Regions from separate parts of the Triticum aestivum genome. Here region 1 is linked to region 2. The links are chromatin contacts, called in public Hi-C maps. All regions are on one chromosome and are shown on one strand. The core of a region is the stretch at or near the end of the contact, and the rest is flanking DNA. Distances in the headings are between cores, read along the strand shown.

Region 1 (6,320 bases), core at 2,835-5,334, 180 kb before region 2:
TATTTTTTAGCCACTAATGACGATCAACTTGAAAGTTAGGCATTTACATGACACTCGTCGGTCAAACAAGGCGTGTGCACAAGAGACAAGCATTTTCTCTTCATAGGGTAACTTGACCAAATCTTCGGAATCCACTGCCTAAGCCTTGGACGCTTGAGGTATTCTATTCCAGTGCACTGACGCACTACTCCCTCGATTCCCAAATATAAGTCTTTTTAGAGATTCTAACAAGTGACTACATACAGAGCAAAATAAGTGAATCTGTACTCTAAAATATGTATACATACATCCATATATTGTAGTCCATTTAAAACGTTTAAAAAAGACTTAGGGCCAGTTCTTTTGGCAGCTTAAAAAATAAGCCGCCTCCTCCCTAGCTCATCTCATAAGCCGCCTCTCTTATTAATTGAAGCTTCTAAACTAGTTAAGAGATAACTAATTCAGAAATCTCAACAAATTTTATGAGCGGCTTATTTTTTAAGCCCTCCAAAAAACCTAGCCCTTATATTTAGGAACGCAGGGAGTAGAAGTTAAGTTCACAACGCTGGACCAAGAAAAGAGATGCTGGCAACTACTGGAGGGTTTCTCCAAACGCTAGAGTGGATCCCCAAAACTGGTATCTCTCGCGTGCCTTAATTTGGTTCACTCCACCTTTTATGAACTGAGATCTGGTGACTTGCTATGAGTGAGTCACCAGTGAACAGTACGGTGGCTTATCCCTCATTTTGAATCGTCCGATCAAGGATCAACGCCCGGATTGAGATGAACAGGGAGATATCCACAGTACACGTCTACAGTACCCCGTCCTACAGTGCTTGCTGAACAGGGACATCGTGAACAGTGCCTTATTGCCGCAGTACTCGCTGTGGGCAAGTTACCTGATCTCTGTCTATAGCTGCCCCTATGTGGGCTCAACTCTTGAGGCCCAAGTGGATTTCAATTCCTGTAATCCTCGAGTGTGTGACCCTACAGGATCATGGTGACTTCGACACGAGGAGTATTCCGAGTAATTCTTTTCCTAAATGATAACGTCCACACGTGTGACATGTTTGCACATCGCTCATACGCCTTAATTCATGTTGATTCTGTTTTGCACGAATCCTAAAGGAATCTGTTAGAATCTGAGTGCCACGTGGGCATCATCATGTGTGTGGGTGTTGGAGAGTTCGCCCACATGGCCCGCAGCACGCGGTTTGCTAGCTGCGCTGTGTGGGCGAACTAGTTTCTGCCCACACAGCCACCACCTAGTCCACGCGCGTGTGGGCGAACTGCTTTTCACCCACACGACACTGTACGTTTTTGGATAGCAACTGCAGTTGCGCGTACATGGCAACTAGGTAAACACACATGGCAACTATGATTCGTTGTTAGACGTCAACTGTAATTGCGCGTACATGGCAACCAGATAAAACACACATGGCAACTGTGATTAACCACACATTACAACTACGGTTGGACCCCACGTGGCAACTAGGTAAACACACATGGCAACTATTGTTTGACCATATGTGACAAATAGTTAATCATACATGGCAACTATGTTTTGATTACACGCGACAACTACCATAAATTAGACTGGCAACTATAGTTAACCAAAACAGAGAGAGTTGCCATGCTTTTACAACTACATTTGTCATCGCAGACAACTATATCTGCCATCCCGGATGACAACTAAATCGTCATCCCGCGAGTACCTAACGTAGCTGGGTCAAAACGTATATGGGATGTTTGCTTCATGCCACACGCGCGGGGTAGGGATGAGTAGTATTTATTGAGCATGTGGCACGAAGTAGTTGCGCCCACACGTGTGAACAATTCTAATGTCCGTCCACATACAGCCCATGTGGGCTGCCTCCTGCTCACGCCACACACGGTGTGTGGACAGATGTCTAATATGTCACACGTGTACGTTATCAGGACCCGTTCTTTTTTTAGAGATATTCCGAGTAATTCTTACCTGACCTGGTAGCAAAATAACTCAATACTGGTTGCTGCTCTAGCGCCCACTTCATCAACTCACACCAGGCTAACTCAAACTCGCCCAATAACAGGTAACGACCTCTAACAAGACATGCCAGTTCCAAGACCCACAAAATCGTTCAGAATACCCTTGCCAAATGATATACTTTGTCATAGCCCAAGACGAGAAATGTTGGGTGGCTTCCTCCTTGAATTAGCTCCCTGATTTGCACGACCATGATCACTCGAGAGAGCCTGGAGATACATCTCCAAGTTAGAGGGGCAAGATCCTGTCTTGATCCGCTAGGGCTTGCAGCTGGACACGCAACACGCCCACAAGACACCTCCAGCTACATCCATCAGATTGACATCTCCATGTCCATGACCTATGATCCTGGCCATTTGTTTGTAGACATACCTCAGTGAATAGGGACAGTAGCCATGCACTACTCTTGGATGGCACGGAGTTCAGTCGGGTGTGCAGGTAGAAAAGCCACAGGAAAATCTCTAATGTTATGTGGCAGTCTAGTGCGTGCTGCTGAAGGATTGCTGCACATATGCTCACGCTTCGTTGCTCATCTTCCTCACCTTCTAGGTTAAGGACAGATAAATGAGAACATTTGGTCCAGACACAGGATATGACAATGCATATATACCAAACACTGAACACTGTCAAGAAAATGCAGCAGGCTATCACTACTACATAACAAAAACTAAATCCTCAAAACCAAACTCAGAGACCACCAGGCAGCCAGACAAACAGAAGAACCAACAACAGGCAAATCAAAAGTGCATGACATAGAACACGTTGCTACAACGTTCAGGCTGGCAAATGGGCAAGCATAATTAACAAAATTTGACCAGTACACATCGGGGATAACTAGTTACTTGAAAAGTAAGGTTCGGCTGGGCTTCATTTTCACATAAACAGGAGTGTAGCTTAGTCGCCCTTCCGGCGGAAGGAGCATCCCTCGGTGAGCCTCGCCTTTCCTCCGGTGGGTTGGCAAAGCACCGTCTGGCAGCCAGGGCACACCACCACGGTCTGAGAGTGGCTGAACACAGTCGTTCTGCAATCAAGGCAATACAGAGTCAGATATATGATACGTGAATGAAGAGCAAACTTCAGTCATAATGAATAAACTTAATTGGTTGATGCATAGATGTAATTCAAGTCAGGGCCAGGCAAACAACATGATACTGAAGGAGGCAACTTGGAATGAACATTTATAACTACACACACAATAACTACTTTAGTGTTCTAAATGCTCTTATATTAGTTTACAGAGGGAGTACATGGCAAATGAAGCAGAATAACTAGTCGTTCACGTTCAGTACCAACGGCAGCATTAGCACAGGCGGCAAGAGCACAACAGCGAACCACAACATAGTACAAGATGCACAGGTTGCTAAACCTACATATTTTCTCATATAGCAGGCAGTTCTTTGTGCATAAACCTAACTTTTAAGCCATTCTTAAAGCAACCTAAATCACTGATAGCATCTTTTTTAAATCAAGTACCCAAGTCAAGAATCCAATCCACCATCTTAATGTTACTGTATTATCTAGGAACACAAGACCAAAGAAGAGATCATAAGGTCTTACATGTTGAAGCAGCCCTGGCACTTGACATCCTGCACGCAAGGAACACAAAGACAAGCACACAATTAGGGGCCGAGCCAGGAGAGGAATCAAAGGAACGGGAACCCCCAGATCGATCCTACGTGATCTGATGCGCACGTACCATGAAGAAGGAGTTGGGGGACTGCACGAGGCGCTTCTTCTTGTGCTTGAGCTTCTCGAGCTCCGCCGGCGGGTTGAGGAGGTCGATGTCGTTCTGCAGCACCTGCTCCGTTCGATTCCCAACCGAGACAACAGACAGATTAGATCACAGGAGATGCGCAAGTCTCGGATCAAACGAGAGAGCAAACATTCGGAAAATATGGAAGGGGATCAAAGCCACGATGTATCCTCGCCGTACCATCTTGACGGGCGGCGGCGGCGGTCTTGGCGTGGGAGACGATGCGGGGAGGGGGTGGCGGCGGGGGAGAGGAGCGGAGGCGCTAGGGCTGGAGACCGTGGGCGTGGGGACTTCGTGGTGGCTTTATCAGTAGGCTCGGTGCATCTGGGGCGTCCATCCCGTTTGATCTGGCTTCGTACGGCGGTGCGGCCGTGCTGGGCTGGGCTGGGCTGGCCAGTAGGTATAGGGCCGATACGCATGTGTCGCGGTGGCCGTGGCGAAATCACTTAAGGGGTAGTTAGTGGATTCGTTATGCAATTATTTGTGCTAGGAACAGTATAGGTTTCCCTCTAGCTAGGGTTTACTCTCCTCTCGCCGCCATTGGCGACAGTTGAGAAACTACCTCTTCCTTCCCCTCGATCCGAGTTAAGATCCGCGGCCAGGTTTCCAAAACGGGTTGCGGGCTTGGCTCTTGGAGGGGTTTAGGGTTTGTTGGTGTTGCCATAGACACCGGAGATCGACCTGCATCAGTAGGCTGGCATTCATGGCGAGCGGCGGAAGTTCGTCGGGTTCAGGCAACAAAGGGAAAGGCAACTTGGAGGATCTGATGAAGGAACTGGCTTTGAAGGAAGACGACCTCGATGACGTGATCTTCGAGGATGAGGACGAGCCGGCAGAGGAGGCCCTCCGCTGGATGATTTTGGCCCGAGTCCATATGGATAAGGGTTTCAGCTCGTATTGGTTTTTCCGGAACATGAAAACTGCATGGGACCTAGCTCGGCCAGTCAAGATCAAAACCCTCGAGGAGAATCTCTTCCAGATGCAGTTTGACTGCTTGGGAGATTGGGAACGGGTCACGCAAGGGGGGCCATGGCACTTTAGGGGAAATCACGTGGTCATTGCCCCATATGATGGATATTCAAAGCCTTCCTCGACTGAGCTCTTTACGATTGAGATATGGGCGCGGATCATCGAGCTTCCAATAGCTTTCCATGGCAAGGTTAAGGCACTGGCCTCGAAGATTGGCGAGTTTGTGGATTCAGAGCCGTCCTCCCTTGATTTCGAAGGGAACTTTTACCGAGTCAGGGTTTGGCTGGATGTTCGTAACCCTCTGAAAAAAGCTATATCTCTGGTCCGTGGAGGCGAACGGCAAATTTTTGCTGTCAAGTATGAGCGCTTACCAGATTGGTGTCAGGTTTGCGGCATGATGGGACATGAGTTTAAGGAGCACGGGGACGGGGTTCACCCGCCTTCTGCCCTGGTCTTCAAAAACCTCCGTGCGCCGGCGACAACAGCTTGGGGGACCCGACGCAGGAGCAGGAATCAGAAAGCAAGGTACAATGAAAGCCAATCTGCTGCTGAAGCTGAACACGGCAAGGAGAAGATGCAGGAACATGAGGAGGTGGATATGGACGTGACTGAAGCAAACCGCAAAAGAACTTCTGAACAAGTTACGGGCTCACTGCAAGCTAAAACTGCAACGGGTATGGAGCTTGCCCTAGCTCCTAAACCTAGTGGGGAGGTGGTGCCTCTCAGCCCCCCGCCGAAACAGGACCCAAAGAGGTCCAGGCTGACAGCCCAGAATGAGAAGACAGGCAATGGCGGTGTGAAGAAAAGCCCCCCTGGAGGGAAAAACTCGGACGCGAGAATGGCGGCCTCCCCGGTGGAGGACCGTCGGACGCAATGAGTCTGCTCTGTTGGAATTGTCGGGGGATTGGCAGTGACTCAACAATTCAAGAACTGCGTGAATTCGCAAATAAGTTTGCCCCCAGAGTACTTTGTATAGTTCAAACCCAGCTCAGTGGGGAGAGAGTTGAAAATCTAAAAAGTACTTTAGGTTTTGATAGTTCTTTTGCTGTGGATGCCTCCGGTAGAAGTGGAGGTTTAGCTATGTTTTGGAATAATGAAATAAACATTGAGATTTTGGGCTACTCGAAGTATCATATTGATGGTAGAGTGACTGGCATAGGGGACCAGCCGTGGAGGCTTTCTTGTTTCTACGGGGAAGCACAGACCCATCTACATCATCCACACTTCAAGATTTGCCTTGGGTGTGTATAGGAGATTTTAATGAGGTCCTGAAGCATGATGAACACGATGGCATTGGCTCGAGGAGTCAGGCACAAATTCACGGTTTTAGAGATGCTGTGGATGTGTGTGGTATGGTCGATCTGGGCTTCAAAGGAACAAGATGGACATATGAGAAGAAAGTAACCGGCGGCTCATATACCCGTGTCAGGTTAGATAGAGCCTTGGGCTCGGTTGAGTGGTGTGGAATGTTTCCCTCAGCGGCTGTTGAACATCTCACGGCTGCTACATCTGATCACTCAGCCGTTCTGCTACATTTAGCACAAACAAGTGGGGGAGGAAAGAAAACGAAACAGTTTCGCTATGAGGTAATGT
Region 2 (6,561 bases), core at 3,378-5,877:
TTCTCGGAGTGTGGCCTTCATCTAGAATGACAAGGCTTGGGACCTTCAACAACTTATCTCGGCACATGACAGCTTCTATTTTATAAGTATTCCTGTCAGATACTATGCATGCAAATTGATGATACCCTAGCAGCAATATGCTTCTCTTTTCTTCCCACAAGTTCAAAACCTTGAGTTGTTCAGACCGGTTATTAGCTTTGGAGGAATAGAAGTCAAACAAGGGTATGGGCATGTCCTTAATTTGCCAATGGACAAATTCTGCTCTCCATGTTGCCAGAATGCCCTTTGGAAGGATAATCAATGGCCTTCCTGCAGGGTATCTGGCCAGGAAGCTTTGAACAAAGCTAATTAGCATAAAAGTCTTTCCAGAACCTGGTGCATGTGCTAGAATACAACCTCCAGGGTTGTTCTCATCTGCCAGGTTCTTGACCAAGAAATTAAAGCCTTCCACTTGGTGAGGTTTCATCTGTTCTGAATGCTGAGAGTGGATTGAGAGAGCACCAGGGACAAGTTGAAGAATATTTCCTGAAGGACTGGTAGTTGCCTCCAGCTCATTGTAGTTTCTGGGTTCTGGCGCATAAGTTCTGTGGGATTGCTTACGCTGATGCAACAAAGAGGAAATGAGAGATGTGGCTCCGCCAATATGGAAACAGAAGTGAATTGCTTTTTTTCAAAATCTACATCTTAACATTTGGGGTTGGGATAGGATTTACTTGGTTTATTTGAACTATATCCCAGTAAAATCCTCATTCAAACAGAACTAAGCAATGACTTGATTGACATTTGTTAAAAGCTAAAACACATGCAATGGGTGTTCGTATAGGGCATTTGTTTGATCTTTTTTTTTGCGCGCACGGGGGGGGGGGGGGGGGGGGGGGGCATTTGTTTGATCTATCAATCATTAATGACAAATAACCGATGAAGAAAGTTTATAAACGATAACATACAGACTAATCAATGAGTTGATTGACAGGACACTATTTACCAGTTAATGTTATTTGAATCTTTTAATAATTATCTCAGAGCATTCAAGAAAATAAATTGGACTAATTTGGATCAGAAACTCCGTACCTTTTTCCAGTTTATCTCAAAAATATTCTCGATACGTTGCTGGATCAAACCACAAACACGACATACAATGCCCAAGTCATCTTTCATCAGGAAGTCGTGATGACAATCATCCACTACTTCAGAATTATTCTTCTCCCACGGAACAATACTGTGATCGCTTCCAATGGTCTGGTTAGATTAAGTATGTTGGTCAGATTCATCAAGAAGCAAGTAATGGTAGACAAAAGAACAAAGCAAATGCGTAAAGGGGTAAAATTAAGAAAACAGTAGTATGATGATGGTAAAGCATTAAAGTATGTGTGTGAGAACGAAAAAGGACCAGAGGAAAATGCAAAACTAGCTGTTTCAAAACAACCAGCAAGATCATGTGCTCCTGCTCTAGACCTTCAAGTAATAAAATGCAAAATAGTGTCACATAACTGGCCTCGAGCATCATGTGGAAGACAACAACCACATTTTCCTTTTCTTTTTGATAAATATACACCAAGTAGATAGAGAAATGGTACTTTAACTATAGGCATGTACTACAAATACTATTTTCTATGTGGCATACTTGCTGAGAACCATTTCATCAGTGCAGACATGAAACCCATTATCAAGTAAGCAAGGCCCTGAGATCATGAAATATTGAAATCTATCCTGATATAAGAAACAGAGAAGAGAATATATCTAGAGACAATTGCAATGAGTTTATTAAACAGATACCTTTGAACATGCCAATGCAACCGACATTTCGTTCCAAAGGTCATCCAGGTCATCAACTGGATTGTCATTGTTATCATAGTGATTATAATGTCCATTTGCCGTTGAATCACTTTGTATGACCTCACAAGATATTTCACAAGAATCTGCAACAGATATATTGTTGTTCTCCATGTGTTGTTTACTTTGGACATCCTCACCTTCTCCTTCCCTTGTTTCTCTCTCCTTGTCACGACTCTGTTGAAATGCAAGATAGTGAACATGACAGGGAGAAACGATTCCATTTACCAATCCAGATATTGAGATTAAAAAACAGTAGTATCTCTCATATAGTCATATCTGAACTAAATCAATCAGTTTTCATTTTTTGAAACTGAGTAGGCATATCTTCTGGAAAAAAGTTATGAAACTAAAATCAATTTTGTTTGTAACTAAACAGAGCAAAAGCGGGATATTCAAAAAAATTAAAACATATTCCTGTAAAAAGCACATATCAGAAATTTACTTCAGGGACATCATTGAGTAACTTGAGTTGAATCAAGTGCAATATAACAATATCTTACTAGGACATGCAGTCCTTCGGGAAGGACTTTTGATGTTATTGAGAGTATGATACTGATTAGCATCTAGGCATAAATATGAACATACTCAGTGATTACCAGTAGTTCTCTAATCAAACTATATAGGAAAAAAGCAGCAATATTGACTAACATTTCCAGAGTTAATATCGAAGCAGACCTCGGCGTAAATGTTTATGTCATTCTGTCCTTGCTTGATCAGTTGTGGCTCTGAAGTACTATGGCCATCAAATAAAGCAATTTCCTTGGGCTTGAAATATAGATGGAAGCTAGTCAGTAATAAGTAATTTCAGCACAATGCAATTTATCATGCCAGCATAAGTTTAGACAAACTTGATACTGTTAAGCAGTTTAGACAAAATAAATAATGAGACAATTGTGCATAAAAAGATGACCTATGGGTTTAAAGATCACATAAGCTATTTGTGAGCATGGGAATGAATGATGTCTATTTCCCTCCTCTCTTATTCATGCAGTTAAAAAATGCAGAATTATGCATTATATTAGATGCATTAAGAAACAGAAGATATATGATGAATTGAATGCACCTCATTGTCAATGTCCATGCTGTCCTTTCCTGGCTCAACTACAAGTTGAGCTTCAGAACTGATGTCCCGGTATTGACAAGGCTGCTCAGCCAACATGCATTCTTGGATAAAATCGGTATTTTGCTTAGAATCAGATAAATTTCCATATACAAAGGATTTAACCATGTCCTCATCATCAGAATCAAGTAAGCAAACTGTTTCCTGAGCCCCAGTATTGTCCATGGTACCATGGGTATCATCTCCAACATTGTACGGATCCAATTCGACAATATTATCAGAACTAATGTTGTTGCCACTTTGTGCTTCATCATGTAGTGTCGCATTTGATAAGTTGAGAGCTGCACTGGCATAGGGCAATTTGATAGGTACAAGTTGCAGATTTTCAAGGGTGCTGATAAGTTCATGCCTCTTTTTATTGATTGCCTTGTAATCTTCAGTGACACTCCCGTACTTCAACTCATTGAAACCTTTGAGAAATCTAAGGCGTACAGATCTGTTATGACTGATGATGGTTGACAGGGACTGGGTGCTCGGCAAGCTGTCGTGCCCGATTTCATGCTTCTGCCTTTTGCAGTTAGTAGGATCCATCCTGAAGAAGAGAACAAAAAATACTCAATATATTGGGGCATTTAATGCAAGTATGCTCAAAATAACAAAAGACAGGAACTGGTGGAGAAGATAGCTTTTAATTGCCCTTCAACTAGTGTATAGAGCACACTGAAAACACCATTTGTGAGCTTTCACCCTTGCATATACATGCAAACACCATGACCGAACAGATGGCAACATTTAATTGTGGGCATAACTACTACTACTGGTAAAAATAACATTTTTCTGTAAATTCAGGAAACAGATCAACGATTTCATCACAAATTAAGTACCAACATTCATGTTAACCATTCTAACCCCACTGATATCTGCAATTTTGCACAACACTGTCATAACGGAAATACTCGCTCTTTTGGTCGTTTATTTTCTGAAATGAATTGATGAACGACCTCAGAAAATAATTGATTTCAGGAATATTAGAACTGCAATTTCAAATGATTTCAGAAAATAAATCGTTTTTAGGTCCTTCAGAAAATAACCACCACCAGGGATGAAAAGCTCAGCGAATCCAACCATCTCAACCTTAGGAAACATCAAGTGGACTATCATCGAAAATGCACAGCAAATCCAGCAAGCAAACGGAGGATAAGATCGTCACAAAATTTGTCTGCTCGGTGAACAACTACTACACCAAACCGAGCTACCATCCAGAGCCCAATATTAATTGATGCGATTTCTTACTTCTGACCTCAATAAACCAGTCGATTTAGACCTAAAAACTACAAAACCCTCCGGTATGACAGACAAGGTCAGTAAAATGATCCTACCAGAACAAAAGAGACATTGATCGGTCCCCGCTGGCGTGGTCCAAAAACGCCAAACCCCACGAACTGAACAGAGCGAAGGGGTGGGGGTGGTGCCCCCAACCCCAAGCCGCGGCCAGAACAGCAACCAGAGCAGCGACAACTTGGCTGAAAAACAGGAAGGAAGCAGAGCAAACCGTACCACGGAGGAGCGGAGGAAGACGATGCAGGCCGGGGATTGCTTGGGGGGAGCTCGAATCCTGCGCTTGGGCTAGAGAGCGGTGACCCCTCCGATGTTCTTGCAGCAAAGAAGTGGAAGCGTTGGGTGTTGGACGCTTCAGGTGGCCTGCACGCGAATCGTTCCAGGCAGCTTTGATTCGTCAATGACATTCGTGGCCCACACCGAGCTGCTCGCTAGGATAAACGCAGTTGCCTGTTTTTTAACCCAACCAACCAAGTAGTAGGGCGAATCCTATTTGACGCTCGCGTGCGTCCGACTGCAGCCCTTTCGCTGAAGCGCCCGAGCGAGCAGCGCGAAACGGGCCGGCCCACATTGAGCGTTGAAGCGCAAACCGGTTTTGGGAACCTTCTAGAGGGTTCCCTCAACCGGTTTTTTTTTTCCTTTTACTGGTTTTTCTCTTTTTTTCTGTTTATTTTTTATTTTTTTGTTTCTTTTTCTCCTGATTCTTTTTCTATAACTTTTATTTTTCCTTTTACTTCCTTTTATCCTTTTTAGGTTTTTTTTATTATTATTAGTTTTCAAAAATGTTCAAAATTCCAAATTTGCTTCACAGTTTTGAAAAAAAATCACAATTCAACAATTGTTCAACGTATATTACAAAAATGTTCAACGTATAATTCAAAATTGTTCATGATATATCACCAAAATGTTCAATGTCTATTTAAATATTGTTCAGCTTATATCACAAAAAAGTTCAATGTGTAGTTCAAAAAATGTTCACCCTTTATGAATAAAAAATGTTTTAATGTATATTTAATAAAATTTTCAGCGTATATCACAAAAATATGTGTATTTTAAAATTGTTCAGCATATATCAAGAATTTCGATGTGTATTTAAATTGTTCGTAGTATTACAAAAATGTTCAATGGTCGAAAAGTTTCAGTTTTTTCTGGATCTGCCAACGCGTGAGTTCATATAAGTTTGCGGGCCCACTAACCACGAAGACTTGGCAGCTCAACTGGTTGAGAACGCTGACCTGCTATCGCCTGGTTACGAGTTCGAATCCTCGTGTGATCTTTGTTTTTCTTTTATTTTTAGTACCGTCTTTGCCATGATGCCATCGAATGGGCCGGCCCGTTTAGATCGCGCCTGCGCGGAAGCTCGTCCTTTTGACGCTAGCGAGCGTCAGCTAAGGACTCCCAATCTCTACTCCTAACGTGTCTAGTCTTCGTTTCGGGTTTATTTTTTGTCCCACTATTTTCGTCCGGTTTTTTTCGTTGGTTTTTTTCCTCGGTTTTCTCGTCCCTTCCCCGCACATAGCAAAAAAACAGCCAGCAGATCCTCATCCCCCTCGGCCCCCGCGTCGCCTACCCCAGGCGACACAGGCGGCAGCCCCCAACCGCACCGCCGCCGGCTCCCCTCCTCCAGCTACCCCCCTCGCCGCCGCCGGAGGCCACCACCGGGCGAAGCCCGCGCCGTGGCGGCGGCGGCGGGGTCTCCCTCCGTGGCGTTGATCCCCTCGCGCGGGGCCCCGCGGCTGGCAGCCGCCTCCTGATGGTTCGTCGGCGCCCCTCCCGGCGGCCTGGCGGCCGCGGCGCTTCTCCTGGTAGCGGATCCGGTGCCCCCCCCCCCCCCCCCGCGCCCCATGGTGGCCGTCCCGGCGGCGTCCGTCCGGCGTCAGATCTGGCGCCGCCTCCGCAGTCCCTCCCCGCCGTCGTCACCGGTGCTACCTTGGCGCGGCGCGTCCCCCTTTCTCTCCCCCGCCCTCCCCTGCGCTCCATCTCGCCTGGCTACCCCCCTGCCCCTGGCTGGCCGGCGTCCTCCCGGCTGCAGGGCCTTGTCCCGGCCGTGCCTCCTCTCTGGTTGGCGCGGTGGGGCTCTCCAAGGGAATGCAGTGGCGCCAGCATGAGGCGTATCAGATGTACGTGGATGCGTGGAAAGCCAACATCCCAGAATTCAAGAATCCCTTTGCTCTATCGAGGACACCATCACAGGTACGTCAATCTCTGTCCTCTCCTGCGTTCTCATTGTATTATACCCGTGTGTGTAGTGCATATTGCTCTGACGTTATAGAATTTTTGGTAGATTGTGCGTCTCTTCTTGACAAATTCTTTGCCCTGGTGATCAC

Evidence for each region. Hi-C and Micro-C count contacts between places; a contact is called where the count stands out from the background.
Region 1: a contact with region 2 is called in a Hi-C map of leaf, with 6 times the contacts expected there. The contact joins the promoter of LOC123098530 here to the promoter of LOC123098528 in region 2. A contact is called at or near these places in 2 of 5 Hi-C or Micro-C datasets (both in leaf) and 1 of 1 datasets of contacts at active chromatin or transcription factors (leaf).

The regions. Positions count from the first base shown.
Region 1 is chr4D:450,693,734-450,700,053 of IWGSC CS RefSeq v2.1, reverse strand. LOC123098530 (40S ribosomal protein S27) reads right to left here and starts at 4,084. Exons shown (of 4, transcript XM_044520561.1): 1 at 3,939-4,084; 2 at 3,702-3,803; 3 at 3,563-3,591; 4 at 2,737-3,026. The coding sequence starts at 3,941. The coding sequence ends at 2,900.
Region 2 is chr4D:450,516,071-450,522,631 of IWGSC CS RefSeq v2.1, reverse strand. It overlaps LOC123098528 (protein CHROMATIN REMODELING 35), which reads right to left and starts at 4,627. Exons shown (of 7, transcript XM_044520559.1): 1 at 4,454-4,627; 2 at 2,900-3,488; 3 at 2,512-2,601; 4 at 1,777-2,010; 5 at 1,072-1,239; 6 at 1-601. The coding sequence starts at 3,487. LOC123098526 reads left to right here and starts at 5,772. Exons shown (of 4, transcript XR_006447807.1): 1 at 5,772-6,427.